Linked DNA regions of Sus scrofa: region 2 is linked to region 1. The links are chromatin contacts, called in public HiChIP or PLAC-seq maps. All regions are on one chromosome and are shown on one strand. Each heading gives the region's core, a stretch centred on a gene start, on an enhancer-like site or on the middle of the called end of the contact. The rest is flanking DNA. Distances are from core to core; before and after follow the strand shown. Region 1 overlaps ASPH (aspartyl/asparaginyl beta-hydroxylase). Region 2 overlaps RAB2A (ras-related protein Rab-2A).

Region 1 (7,762 bases), core at 1,739-4,238:
ACAATTCAAAGGAGAATGTTCTATGAGGGCTGCAGGGGTGTGTCGGGGGATGGGGAGGGAATGGTTTGAATGTTCTTAAACATTGGCTTAAATATTTTTGCCTTTATGTCGCTTTCTTAACGTGCGTTGTAGTTGCTTTTAGAGAGTCATAGAATACCATGGAATACTGGGCGACCTTTTCTATTTTTTCCTTTTGTCCTCCCTTCTTAAAAAAAGTCTGTTGGATATTCACCTTTCTCCTCCATGTGCAGACCCAGCAAAGAGAGAGGACAGATGTTTTAAATGTTTCATCTCGTATTTCAGTGGTTCTTGGTTTCTTATATACTTCCTTTGACTCATATTTAGGATGTTGAAACTGTAGTACACATATGTATTGAGTGTGAGCTGTAAACTTTCCTGTTGGAAATGATTTCAACTCTTTGTTTCTTGAGGTCTGCAAGTAATGTATTTATATGTGTCAAGAAAGTAAACCAGCTAAGTGTAGTCATACTTAAAAGAACGTTTTAAAATAGCACTTTCCACTGTGGGAAATTACTTATTTTCTTGTGTATTCCTTCCCGTCTTACTCCCTTTTCTTGTTCCTTCTTATTCCTAACTCCTTGAGTGAGTCTGGCCCTTAACAGATGCTCAATAAACCTTTGATTAGAGAATGAAGGACTACATTTAAATGGTGAAAGTGGTAGCAATTAAAATTATTGCATAAATTTACCTTCTGAGAACGAATCATTGTAAAGAGAAAAAGATACATGCGGTTTGCATTTTAAAGCAAGCATGTTAATTCACCTTTGTTATGAGTAAAAGTTTGTATTCCTCTGTCACTTTAGGTTCCCTTAAATGCCAGCTAGTTTACTTAAACAGGTAGAAGAGTAGATGAATTGTCCTTTGCGGAACTGGCTACACTTTTTAAAGTTTCTAAACGAGAAGAGCCCGTTGTACAGCTTAAGCACCAAGCCTAGAACGCTGTCGTAGGAGACTTTAATGTTAATTGTTTTCCAAAGTTTTCTGGAGCTGTTTATGCGTGAAGCACTTCTTTTTTCCATTTTGTCCTTTGCAGTCCTGGGTAGAAAGGAGTGACTCCACTTGAAGAAGCTGCTTTCTGGGGCCTGGTACTGGTGGGCAGGTGTGTAATGTGTTCTTACCTCCCACTGGTTCAATAACTGGACCCGTTTTAACAGGCAGGTGATAAACATAGGACATAAATAAATATGTTTCAGCTTTCATATTCAGGAATTTCAGAGCAAGTTCTGTCTGGATTTGAGGATCTGTAGCCTTTTAAGCATTTACAGGTTGATTCTGTAATGGTCGTGAAACAGACAATGTATCAAAGAGCATGTGTAAAGGAGAGAAGTACCTGTATTATCAGCAAAACGCACAAACATTCAAAGCTTGTATTGGAGTCTTGCGTGTTATATAATGAGTATTCTTTTTCTGCAGTTGTTTTTTTTTTTTTTTTTCCTTTCAGTAAATACTGAGTTCGGCCTGTGTACCGGGTAGAAGGTACTGGAAATGGAAAGGATTCTCAGTGGTAAACAGTTACACTGCAGTGTTAAAGTGCCAGTCTGTTTGTATTGATTCCTTGTAGCAGCATATACTGGGAAGATCAAGCCACGTCTCTTGTTGCTCTGTGTATTGGGTCACTGAGGTGTACTCACTGATGCCCAAATCAGTCCCATGTGCCAGGGAATCACAGAAGCTGAGGAGATTTTAGCCCGCGGCCTTCATGTGAGGCCCATTCAGTTCCCTTCTCCAGCCTCGGAGATGAGGAAAGTAATGCTCAGGAAGATTGGCTGGTTCCTTAAAGGTTATGTAGCTCTTGGAAAACCATCTCGTGAATGGATGGCCCAAGACTTAACCCAGGTTTTCTGTTATTCGTTCATTATACCATAATACTGGATTTGGGGTTCTTTACTTCTGTCAGGTTTTATGGGGAATCTTGGACTTGAAGTAGATTATCTTTTACATTTGAAACAGTACATTCGAAAAATCTTACTTTGAGAAGAAGCACTTGGGCTCAGTATACGGTTTTTGAGATGTTTTGCATTGAGAGTCTGAAGTTAATGATGACGTTGGTGACATTAAACATTATTGTTTCTTAAATTTTTGTATGCATGCAAGTATAGCAGGAAAAGGACCCAGTCCTTTGAAGTGTGCATTTTAAGGAAAATGTAATTATCTGGACTTTTGCTTATCGTGGTGGTCATTTTTTTTTTCAAAAGTGGTGTTTGAAACTGCAACTTTGGGGATTTATATAACACTTAGATTTTTCTTTTTTCTTCTTTTCTTTTTATGGCCGCACCCATGACATATGGAAATTTCTCGGCCAGGGGTGAATCACAGCCACAGTTGGAGCCTACCCCACAGCTATGACAACATCAGATCCGAGCCGCATCTGTGACTTATGCCACAGTTTTTGGCAATGCCAGATCCTGAACCCACTGATGGAGGCCAGGGATGGAACCTGTATGCTCACAGAGTCAACATTGGGTCCTTAACCTGCTGAGCCACAAGGGGAACTCCGACACTTAGATTTTTAAAGCAGATGTCTCCTTTTTAACTCTTCAACTTAAATTGAAAACTGACAAAATGTCTCTAGTTTGTTTTGCAGAGCTCAATTTTACCTTTTCCAGTTTTATTCTTTAAAATATAAAAGAAACATGAGTAAATTGGACTTTACTCATGTTTAAATCTTTTAAATCTTACCTTTAGAAAATTGACTTACCTGGCCAGTTGGGACCAAGGCAAACCTCTTTCAGATTTATTGATTTGAAAATCTTTGGTTAAGAAGGATCATGATGTGCTTTTGAACTTATTTTGTAGTTACAGACACTGGAATGTATAATGTTTTCTTTAGCTGTTTCCTTTTTGGGTATCATTCCCTTTTGATTCTTCCCTGCAGCTTCTAATTTGCTGCAGGGATGTAGACATCAGACTATTTTGTCTAATAGTGTCATGCTGTCATGTCCTGCTTTACCGGTAGGTGTCGCTGTAGAACACTTTTTCCTCTTTCAGTTTGAAGCTTCAGATTATGTAACAGCTTTGTACACCCTCAAAACCATTGATGGACAACTACTTAAAAATGCTCAGCCACTACTGTTGAATTCTCTCAAAATCTCTAACAGCAGGTTCTGAAATCGAGTAGTATGGGTTGGTCCCTATCAGTCTTCTTTATTTAGGCTTATCTTATTTAGAATTAAGGGCATTCATATACTACCTGTAAAGTGTATACATTTGTAGATATTTATTTGATGGGTGTTAATCGCTGAGAATATTTTCTTTCTCTTTATTTTCAATATCTCTTAGACTCCTTCATAATTAACATACAGTACAGTGCTGGTTCCCTTCTAGTTCCCTTGAGTGAGGAGGCCTTGGTGAATTTCCCTTTCTTTAGCCAGAGACTGTGGGTTAGGGCCAGTTGCTTAATCCTCTGTTAGTCATGCTAGAATGAGAAAATAGGAAGGCTCTAATTCTTCTACTGTAAGAACTGTGTGTTTTGTGTTCAGTTGAATAGCATTTTGGACCACCTGGCCAGCTTGGATGGAACCAAGTGTAAAAAAAATGTTCTGAGGGAATCCTTGAACACCTGTGTCAGGTTTAGGATGTACAACGGAGAGAGCTGTACTTTAGCTTTGCTTTAAAATCATGTGTCTCAGAGCGATTACTGGAAAATGAAAAGTTTTCATTTTCAGCTGATTACCAACTGGGTAACTTGGTTAAAGGAGCCTGTGGGCTATCCACTCTATTTTTAGTTAGTATCAGAAGTGTAACCCCTGAGCTCTGTCATCTCAATATAATAAAATCTTTTTTTTTCCTCTAGAAAGGCAATGTAGTTTAGGAAAGTCAGATGACCTGGATTCGTACTCATTTAAGAACTCAAAATTTCTAACCCTGGTCTCAAATGGAAAGAATTAGAGTTATGATAGCCTTGAAATCAGTTTTATAAGCCTCCATCTTTCTCATGCTTTTGTGAAAGTGCCTTTCATGTTAAAGGAGTATAAAACTTTGGAGAATATAAGGCTGTAGAACTAAGCAGGCTACTGCATGCTTGGCATTTTTATATGGTTTATGTAAATAAATAATTTTCTGTTATATTGTGCAGCATCTGTTGAAGTGAAATGGATATTCTAGAAGTGGTGTTCATACTGGGCTGTAGGTACCACTTGACACAGCTTCTGTCTGTCTCTGGGGGTATAAGCATCCATCTGCACCTCCGCCTTGAAGCTGCTGATTTACCCTCTAATCCCTTTGAGAGCTGTGTTATTTTCTCTTACTAGCACTCAGACAGTTTCATCTTTTGAGGCTACTCCAGCATCCTGTTTTAAGGTCAGGAAAACATGCGACTTAGTTTGTGTCTTGGATACTTCTGCGTCTCTTACGTGGTTTGAAATCATTCTGTACCAAGGTACAGAACATTTTAAAATTAACTTATCTTGAATAAATCGTGATGTACATAGAACCCACCTACAGGTTACCCAGGTCTCTGGGGAGAGCCTCAGCCATCTGTCGGGAGACATGGGGGGGCCCAGGCTGACTCCTTTGTTTAAGCATCTGCTGCCCCAGTGTCTGCCCAGCTCTGCACACCTGGGTCTCCTGCACACCTGGCCATTTCTACTAGAGGACCAGGGCGAGGATGTTCAGTTCTTCCTTCCCTTGTTCTCTATCTGCTACTCCAGAGGCACCTATTAAAGTCCAGTGCTTTAGCCATTTCACTTCCTTCTGCTGGTTCCGGGAGCCCAGGTGCTATTTGCTTGTCAGTCATTATTATTTTTTTAATGATGGTGCTTCAGGCATTTGGTCTGCATTTAATGTTTGTTTTCCGGGATGTGTCTTAGTTACCTTTGGCTGATGGGGTTACCTTTTAGTGGCCAATCACTGAATGCAATGTAGTTCTGATCAGATTGGTGACACCTGAGGACAGATTTTCTGTAGACAACCAACCTGTTAGACTCAAAGGACATTTTGAGCTTACTTGGTGAATGAGTCATTAGAAAAAATAGTTACATAAGATCTTTTGAAGGATTGGGGCTGTTCTTTGGCCCCTGTGTGACCCCAGTGACGTGCCCCATTGTTCTGGCTGTAGCATGACTGTCATCACCCGCTGTACCTAGATGCTCTGTGTGCTATGATGCGGATGGGGCTGGGGGTGGACCGGTATCCAGTTAGGGCAGCATGGAAGCCACTCTTGCTGTACTTGGAGAGATGCCAGCATTTCTCTCCCACATGTGTCCATGCAAATCTAACTCACTACAGAAACCAGCAAACATCAGTCTTAATTTTGAAGTAAGAAAATGTGACTTGAGAAAATAATTTTTTCCCATAACCGATATTATATAACTTCCTGCTCTTATATCTTATGTAGGTTTGACAGCCTTTGCTGCCATTGCCTAGCTCAGCCTCAGTGAGCTTTTGTTTTTAAACTTCTGGTTTTTATTATATGGCTAATAGACAGTTTCTCACACTGTCTTTCACACTCTGTTTTTAATTCAATTTTCCTGAATTGGTATTCTGGAAAGCCTTTTTTGGTCTTAGGTTCACAGGCAAATTTTATTTAGAAGTTAGTTGTTTTTCCTTACATGAAAATAAAAATCTGTGTTCTGAGTGTTGAAAGAATATCAAGCGTTTAGCTTTTCCATTCTCTGAATCAAATCAGTTTGGATAAGATGCTTGTCACTTACTGAATTTTACAAAGTGTTTATGAATTATTTGGGTGCTTTTGGGTGACAGGTCATCTCTCTAATGTTTAGAATACAAATATTTCTATGTACTGCTCTTTAAAACTATTTGAGGAGTTCCCACTGTGATGCAGTGGGTCAAGAATCTGACTTCAGTGGCTTGGGTTGCTGCAGAGATGCTGGTTCGATCCCCACTTTGGTGTAGTGGCTTAAAGGATCTGGCTCTGCCACAGCTATGGCATAGGTCACAGCTGTGGCTGGGATTCAATACCTGGCCCAGGAACTTCCACATGCCACGGATATGGCATTAGAAAAACCCAAAAACAACTATCCATTTGAAATATTACATATTAAGACATTTAAATAGGTGTAAAGAGTAATGCAATGAATACCATTTATCTACCATCCAGATAAGGAAGTAAAATGTTTCCAAATTCTTGTTTTCTTCTCTCTTGTGTTTTCCTCCTCCCAGTCATAAGCATTGGTGATAAGCATTCTCATTCATTTCTTTATAATATATAGACACACAGATGATATATGTTATATAATGTGTTGCACATTGTATACTATTTATCTATTTGTATAAAGTAGGTCTGTTGTTAAATACTATATATGCATATATATAAGATAGATAGGAAGTGTATCTATATCCCTCTGTATAGAAATATTTTATATATATACATGTATATATGTATATATATGTATATGCCGGCATTTACACTTGTTTAGCACATGCTAAAAGTTTTATGAATAGGCTCGTTATCTGACATACTAATTTGACACCATTTCTTTGTGATTCTACCAATCCGTCTTTTTTGTTTTCATAAATATATTTCTTTTTTAAAATTTTATTAAAATTTTTTATTAAAAATTTTTTGTTAAAGTATAGTTGATTTACAGTGTTTCTTCAATTTCTGTTGTACAGCAAAGTGACCCAATCACACCCAGTTCCCTATGCTGTACAGTAGGGCCCCATTGTCCATCCCTTCCAAGCGTTAACAGTTTGCATCCCCAAACCCAAACTGCCTGTCCATCCCACTCCCTCCCACCTCCCCCTGGGAACCACCAGTGTGTTTCTGTTTTTTTTTTGTTGTTTGTTTTTTTGTTTTGTCTTTTTGCCATTTCTTGGGCTGTTCCCAAGGTGTATGGAGGTTCCCAGGCTAGAGGTCCAATCGGAGCTGTAGCTGCCAGCCTACACCAGAGCCACGGCAACTCGGGATCCGGGCCGCGTTTGTGACCCACACCACAGCTCAGGGCAATGCCGGATCCTTAACCACTGAGCAAGGCCAGGGATTAAACCTGCAACCTCATGGTTCCTAGTTGGATTCGTTAACCACTGCGCCACGACGGGAACTCCTGTTTCTGTTTGGTAGATAGGATCATCTGTGCCATATTTTAGATTCCACAAATGATATCATATGGTACTTGTCTTTTTCTTTCTGGCTTACTTCATTTAGTATAAGAATCTCTAGTTCCATCCATGCTGCTAAATGGCATTAGTTTATATTTTTAATGGCTGAGTAGTATTCCATTGTGTTTATGTACCACATCTTGATCCATTCATCTGTCATTGGACATTTAGGTTGTTTCCATGTCTTGGCTATTGTGAATAGTGCTGTGATGAATATAGGGGTGCACGTATCTTTTTCAGTGAAAGTTTTGTCTGTATATATGCCCAGGAGTGGGATTGCTGAATCATGTGGTAGTTCTATATTTAGTTTTTGGAGGTACCTCCCTACTGTTTTCCATAGTGATTGTACCAACTTACATTCCCACCAACAGTGAAGGAAGGTAACCTTTTCTCCACACCCTCTCCAGTGTTTGTTATTTGTTGACTTCTTAATGATAGCCATTCTGATAGGTATGAGTTAGTCCTTCATTGTAGTTTTGATTTGCATTTCTCTAATAATTAGTAATGTTGAGCATTTTTTCATGTGCCTGGTGGCCATCTGTATGTCTTCTTTGGAGAACTGTCTATTTAGGTCTTCTACCCATTTTTCAATGAATTGTTTTTTTGTTGTTGTAATCATATGTATATTTTGGAGATTAGGCCCTTGTCTGTTGCATTGTTTGCAAAGATTTTCTCTTGCTCT
Region 2 (7,762 bases), core at 3,151-5,650, 960 kb after region 1:
CTCATCCCCCAGAGATTCTGACTGAACTGTCAGTACCCTGTAGCGCAGCGTTACTTAGTTAACCCTGAATAAACCACTGGTCTCTGCATGCTTTCTTTGCTAGGGCAGAAGCTACTCAGTTTGATGGAGTCCCATCTGTTTATTTTATTTTTGCTTTTTAGGGCTGCATCCACACATAAGGAAGTTCCCAGGCTGGGGGTCAAATTGGAGCTACAGCTGGTGCCCTATATCATAGCCAGAGCAACACAGGATGGAAGACGTTTCTGCAACCTACACCATAGCTCATGGCAACGCCGAATCCTTAACCCACTAGTAGGACCAGGGATTGAATCTGCCTCCTCATGGATACTAGTCAGATTTGTTTCCACTGAGCCATGATGGGAACTCCCCATTTGTTATTTTTGCTTTTGTAGTCAGAGCCAAAAAAAAATCTTCACCAAGATTGATGTCAAGGAGCTTTCCATCTATGTTCTCTTCTAGGAGTTTTATGGTTTCAGGTCTCACATTCAAGTCTTTGGTCCATTTGGAGTTGATTTTTGTGTATGGTATAAAATAGTGGTCCAATTTCATTCTTGCCTACCTGGCTGTTCAGTTTTTCCCACTGAACGAAGATACTGTTCTTTCCTCACTGTATATTCTTGACTCCTTTGTCATAAATTAACTGGCCATAAATGTGTGGGTTTATTTCTGGGTTCTCTATAGTGTTCCATTTATGTGTGTTTCTATACCAATGCCATACCATTTTGAGTATGACAGATTTTTATTTTGAAATCAGGAAGCATGGTGCCTCCAGCTTTGTTCTTCTTTCTCAATACTGCTTTAGCTACTTGATGGCTCTGTAATTAATACAAATTAATGCGTTAATGATCCTACCATGAAGTCACTGTACCTTCTTCCTTTATTCAGGGTCCAAGACACTGGCCTCACTAGGACTGGAGTGTTGTGGTGAGAACTAAATACCTGAATACTATATATCCATGCCAAACAAATACAAAATAACACTCATTAAAAATTTGAATCCCAGGCGTTCCCATTGTGGCTCGGTGGTTAACGAATCCAATTAGGAACCATGAGGTTGCGGGTTTGTGATCCCTGGCCTCACTCAGTGACTTAAGGATCTGGCGTTGCCGTGAACTGTGGTTGTAGGTCACAGACGCAGCTCGGATCCCATGTTGCTGTGGCTCTGGCATAGGCCGGCGGCTACAGCTCCGATTAGACTCCTAGCCTGGGAACTTCTATATGCTGCAGGTTCGACCATAGAAAAGACAAAAACAAACAAACAAAAAACAAAACAGAATCCTAAAACCCCACCCCAGAGATGCTGATTCAGTTGGGCCTTTGATTAGGCCCAAGTATCCAATTAATAAACCTCCCACTGAGGCAATGAGTCGTTCTCCACAAGGAACACTAGCCTAAGTTTATTTCCCTAGTCCTAGGCCAACTTCCACTAACTTCAAGACAATTAATTAAAAAAAAAATTGATGATGGCTCCATTTTTAAAATCATAAGACAAACAGCTTTAATTTAAAAAACGTAGGAAAAGCAAAGGTATAAAAAGTTCCAGGGTCAACTCCTCACTATCAAATAAAGTTCTGTCCAACTGTCATCCTGAAATCATGGCTGTATACTGTTCTCTACAACACTGGGCCCTCAAAACAGAAAGTAACAAAAGTTCCATGAATGAATGACCTCTCATCATCAGTGAAAGTAATTCGCTGAAGAACTATGTGTTTTAAAGTCATACAAAAGACAGACCTCAAACACAGATCATGGAGAGATGTGGCAAGTTGGTTTAAATGTCAGTAGCTTATTTTGCAAACATGGAAAATTCTATTCTTTTTTTTCCCCCTGCTGTACAGAATAAAATTTTATTCTTTTTGCTAACATCCCAAATTGAGAAATCTGTGAAACATGGAAAATAAACTCTATTTTAAAATACAAAATTAATAAACTCAGCATGGTACATCAGAAAGAACACAAGCTTTACAGTAACACCAGCATTCAAGTACATCTGTATTGTTTTGTATCTTGTAACCTCAGACAAATTAGTTACAGAAACTAAGCTCCATTTCCGCATCTGTAAAATGGGAAAAACAAAACATTCAAAGGAATTATCTTAAGGCTCAAATACAAAAAGTTTGAATTTTGCTTAAGTTTTAATAAAAATGCTAGAGGATTCTTCAAGATAAATAGAGCTGAGGAACAAAATCTCCAACCAAACTAATCTGACCTCAACTTCAAATTTTTAAATACATGTTTTCTGAAATTGAAGAAAATATTCACAATCTATAATTTTCTTTTAAATAAAACGACTACAGTGTTGTTTTCATGCTGTTGATTTCTACACCTCCTCCCCTGGAATCTAAGGCAGCAATCTTCTCAATGACTGCAATTAGGTATTCACCTGGTGGCTTATTGCAGTAGGTTAAAAAGTGGTTCCCAAAGAGGGATGTTCAAGTCCCAACCCCTAGAAACTGTGGATGTGACCTTATTTTGGAAAAAGGACCTTTGCAGATATAATTAAGGATTCTGAGATGAGATCAGCCTGGATTCAGGTTGGTGAATTCTGTGACACAGGTCCTTATGAGAAATGGAGAGACACACAGAGCAGGGGAGAAAGCAGTAGGCTATATAAAGTTTTAAACTCTGTACTTCCCTTGACCTGTTTCTCTTGGTATAATGTCATCTTTCACCTGCCCCATATCCAATCTTCTGCCCTTCCACAAGTTGAAATACACTCATGTGCATCATTACTTTTATATTAAAAATAATTGAAAAATAGCCCACATTTGGAGTACGTACTCCTGAGATGGAAAAGTGCCTGAAAACTACCTTCACCTTTTATTTTTTCAGCCCCTACAACATCCTGTCTAAATCCTGTTAATTCCAACTGTCACCAATAAACTTTTCATTTTCACTACTGTTGCTTTAGATGAGGCCTTTACTACCTCCTACCTGGACCACTGTAATAATCGTCTACCTACAGCCCATCTTGCTAATCTGTCCTACACAGGGCTTCAGCAGAGATGAATGAGAAGCTAGAAGGAAAGGATTACATGTAACATCTAGGATGTCTCTGCTGCTTATTACAACGTGAACATATATATACACGTGTGTGTGTAGATAATTTATAATTTAGTCGTAACTCCAGTCCTATACTTTTTCCTTTAAAAACTTCAGTATTTTCAACTGTGTTTGTAGTTCAAACTCTACCTTAACCTGTCACAATCTAATACTTAGGTCCAACACGTCTAATGAGCTTATCTTTTATTTCCAGTAACTGCCTGACACATGGTCTATACTACAGTGAAGCTGGATGGCTTATACTGAGGAAGGTATAAGGTATGGCACTTAGCAGATGCACAATAAATGACAGCTACCTTTCTGGTTGTTTTTTCCTGCCTTTACATTTTGATTATTCACCATTTCTACTTGTCTAAACCCTGTTCATTTTTCGAAGACCAGCTTAAATGCCATCTTACCCTCAGTTTTCCGAGGAGGAGGAAGGCACTCTGGACCCTATGAAATTCCAAGCTTCTCCAGTAGCTCAATCAGAGCCCCTATGACATTCTACCAGGACTGCTGGACTACAGGCCCCTTAAGGGCAGGGACACAGCTAATTCACTTTTTAAATTATTAGTCCTGTGTTCTATATTTGGTAAACTTTTACTATCATTGCCTCCTGCATTTCAACGTACATCACCAATTTAAGAGATAACAGATACCGGACTAAATGTGGATCCTGAGTGTGACGATGGTTTCAGGTCTCTGTGCCTGTCTGCTTATGTCTATAATGGTAATCGTACCACCCACCTTATTCAGAATACGACTGCGAGGAATAAAAGAAACAGCATGTAGAGAATAAAAGGTAACACATCTGTGCTTTTTCCTTCCCCAGAGCCCACAGGCAGACTAGCACTCCATCCCACGCTATAGCCATACCACTTCTCACCGTATACTGTGATTATCATCTCCCTGCCTCCCTCAGGAGCAGTAACATTTCGTATTCTGAAAACCACTCTGCTCTGTGGCCTGGCTTACAAAGTAGGTACTCAGTGAATGCAAAACCTGCGTACTGCATGCCCACTGAAAAGATCACAAAGGGACTGACTTGCCTTTTCTACATAACGACAAACTCAGTCTTTATTTTAAAAAGTAAATTCTCAAAAAAAGCGTTATTCAACAGTAGATTTTTCAGATAGAAAAATGATGCTAGAGAATAAAAGCATGACTGCACGAAATTAGAACTGCAACCCTGATAGAATCTGCCCCTAAGTATAATGTCCCTTTGAAAACGGCAGCTCTAGCAAGCACGCTGGTGCGCCATTCCTCAACCCAGGGCCTCCAGCTTCAAACCTTCTCTGCCCTGCTGGAGAGACTAGGACACTCTCTCCCTTGACAGCTGGTGCAACAGGAAGTGTCATCAGCAGGAAGCAGGGCCCACAGCTCTCTGTGGGCCCCCAAGAACAGCACCACACACTCACCCCCCAAAGGCGACCCACAGCTTCCCAATCCACCATGGCCCTCAAGTGCAGTTCTCCGCCATCCGGAAGGCCTCAGCCGCACCCCTCCAGAGGTCTGGCTGTGCCTTCTGCCTGCTGTTGCCGTTTCTCTTAGCCACCTCCCACCATCAGAATCAATGATTCTTTACACCAGACTTCCCCTATGTAAATTCCTGGGTTTCTTTTTCCTAGCTGGACTCTGATAGAACTTGTATGATTAACACATCCTTCTTTAAAATAAACCAAATTGAATTTGGTAAAGATGAGAGTTTTATTTTTAAATATAAACTGAGTTTAGATAGTCTTAGGAAAGACCTAGTTTGTGTTTTTTCAGTGCATATTTTCATAAAAACAAAGCAAGGAGCAATTTACATTTTAGAAAACTGAAACATAAAGTGGAGCATTTGCAAATGTTATAGGGAATAAACGATACAATGCTAAATTTAGTAGCAAGGAAGATAGCAGAATGTGGTAAAAATAGCATCCTTTTCCTTTCTTCCTCCCACTCTTAGGACTTTCCCAAACTAGTTTGTTTTACTGGTGGAAAAATGGCTTAAGAGTGAGAAAAATCATAATGAAGAAAACTGAATCTCAGAATGTCACAGTATGTTGGACCAAAGAGGTCCTCTGCGTAGTGTTTTCTAAACAGCAGGCTATAACCAGTTAGGTTACAAAATCAACTTAGTGGGTTACAACTAGTTCATTTAAAAAGTGAACTGGACAAAAAAAAAAAAAAAAGAATCAGAATAGCAAATATTAACTATATACTAAGTAAGGTTAGGTTAAATGCTGTTTGGAAACCACTCTTTTAGAAATATATATGCACTCACACACATATCTGAACCCTGGGAGGCAATGTAATATGTACCTGTTACAACAGCTTATAAAAGACAAATTTGAAAAGTCTTCTCCAGGAGTTCCCGTTGTGGCGCAGTGGTTAACGAATCTGACTAGGAACCATGGGGTTTCGGGTTCGGTCCCGGCCTTGCTCAGCGAGTTAAGGATCCGGCATTGTCGTGAGCTGTGGTGTAGGTCGCAGATACGGCTTGGATCCCGCGTTGCCATGTCTGTGGTGTAGGCCAGCAGCTACAGCTCCGATTGGGCCCCTAGCCTGGGAACCTCCATACGCCAGGGGAGTGGCTCAAGAAAAGGCAAAAAGACAAAAAAAAAAGTCTTCTCCAGTATCTCACTAGATCACATAGCCAATAGAAGAACTCATCTACAATATTTATGCTAGTATTCATGGTAAAATAAATCAGCTGAAAACCTCTCTTTAATTCACAATTACAAGGACAGGGATCAAGGAAAAATGTGACTGAATCATCAGTTGGCAATTTAACATAAACAAATAAATACACCTTGGGCACTGTGAGTCATCCACCAGGTGACGATTTATTATACAAACCTCCTTGTAAAAAGATTTCTCCATTAGGTAAAATTAGGATGACCCTAATCCTGGTTTGCCAGGAGCAGGCTCAGTTACTTCTGGTGTCCTGACAAATGACGGATCAGTTTGGATGATGAATTATATGGTTTTGTTAAAGTGCTGATTCTCAAAAGTGTTGTGCCCAGATCAGCAACATCAGCATCATCTGGAAACCTGTTAGAATGCAAATCATCAGCCCCACCCCAGACTTAATGAATCAGAAACTTTGGGGTGGAGTCCTGAAATCAGTGTTTTACCAAGCTCATCAGTTGATTATTCTGATGTGCCTTCCACTGCTCTAAAAAGAACCAACTAAAATTCTGGTTTCAGTGTCCAATCCTCTAGACTCTGGTTCCTGAAATCAGTGTTTTACTAAGCTCATCAGGTGATTATTCTGATGTGCCTTCCACTGCTCTAAAAAGAACCAACTAAAATGCTGGTTTCAGTGTCCAATCCTCTAGACTCCAGTTTTACGGCTACAAGTAATGTGACGCCATTACATGCTTGGTATGGCAGATAAATAATGGAAAACATTGAAGATACGTATCACACTACAGTACAGGTTTCAAAATAGGGTTATTCGGGTTTCCACTTAGTATCTTAAGCAATTATTCAGCTTAGACTACATGATACCTGCCAGACACCCAAATATCACTTCAATATAAATTAAATAGTTTTAACTGAAGCTATGTAGTTCTATAATCAAGTTTACGCTAACACAGTCTTCTTATTTAAAATATATGCATGACTTTTGACAGTATGAAGGTGAAAATAAATTCTCTTCTTATACAGTCTTGTTTGACCATAATAATAAGCTTAGGAGATCAGTAAAACAGGAATGATAATGCCATTTTAAAGATGAATAAACTAAGGATTAAATGATATGCCTCAAGTTAACAGAGTAAGAGGTAGAACTGAAACTCAAAATTGGGTCTTTAACTTCCAAATCATATTTTTCCACTGTACCATCTAGCCTCCTGAATTTGTTCTTCTCAGATACATATTACTATTTGCAACCAATACCTCTCCTAACTTTTAGAATGCTATCTCACCTTCCTTTTCCTCTTAGTATTGCTAAGCAGTAGCACTGCTAAATATTAGTAGCAATACTAAGAGGAAAAGGGAAATACTCTATAAGCTAAATGACCCTGACAAAGCAGAAATTTAATGATGAAGGTTTTTTAAAAAATGAATACTATTTCCTCGATGCTGACTTTGTCCCAAACAACAATGTTCCAGGTAATATATCATGTATATTAACATACTTTAATCCATTTTCCTAATCCTTTCAAAAGTAAATATTCCAAATAAGACCTGAAACATCTCAGAAATATATTTCAATGAAGCACTTGAAGAGGACACTTTTTCATGATGCTATGGAAGGAAAAAGGTATTTGGATGTAAATACAGAATATAATTACTGTACAATAAGTTTATCATATTTGATCTCTAAATAGTCTGTTACCATATAAATGGCTCTAAGCAAAAAGATCTACTTCATGCAGCTTGCCGGGTTAAACTAAGGAGAAGTACATGGTAACGGCAACTAAATCAAAGTGCTAAATCCCCAAACATAGACTAGGTATCAGTTGATATAAACAATGTTGAGACTAGCCTGTTGAATTTAAGTATATGAAATATATACTGAGCTCAAAATTAAATATTATAAGTTCTTATTTTTAACAAAGTGATTTGTAGCCTTCCATTGTGGTCACATGTGACCTAGGCTGAGCCAATCAGATGGTCCTGTTCAGAATTTGGGAGTCTTGAAGGAACGTTCCAGTGTCAGAGACCAACAAGAGAGAATCCACAATGGCTACAGTAGAGGTGATAC

Evidence for each region. HiChIP or PLAC-seq counts read pairs in DNA pulled down with a chosen protein or histone mark.
Region 2: an H3K27ac HiChIP or PLAC-seq map of alveolar macrophages shows a contact between it and region 1. The contact joins two enhancer-like sites. A contact is called at or near these places in 2 of 2 datasets of contacts at active chromatin or transcription factors (alveolar macrophages and skeletal muscle).

Annotation. Positions count from the first base shown.
Region 1 is chr4:71,904,098-71,911,859 of Sscrofa11.1, forward strand. The region is part of intron 1 of ASPH (aspartyl/asparaginyl beta-hydroxylase); the gene reads left to right. Among named protein-coding and RNA genes, the nearest start is that of ASPH, 5.1 kb to the left of the region's middle. Within about 2 kb of position 2,989, at least 8 of the 83 cell types and tissues checked have an H3K27ac peak or open chromatin away from gene starts, as enhancers often do. A contact at or near this core is called in alveolar macrophages, where this site is marked.
Region 2 is chr4:72,859,936-72,867,697 of Sscrofa11.1, forward strand. The region is part of intron 1 of RAB2A (ras-related protein Rab-2A); the gene reads right to left. Among named protein-coding and RNA genes, the nearest start is that of RAB2A, 18 kb to the right of the region's middle. Within about 2 kb of position 4,401, at least 8 of the 83 cell types and tissues checked have an H3K27ac peak or open chromatin away from gene starts, as enhancers often do. A contact at or near this core is called in alveolar macrophages, where this site is marked.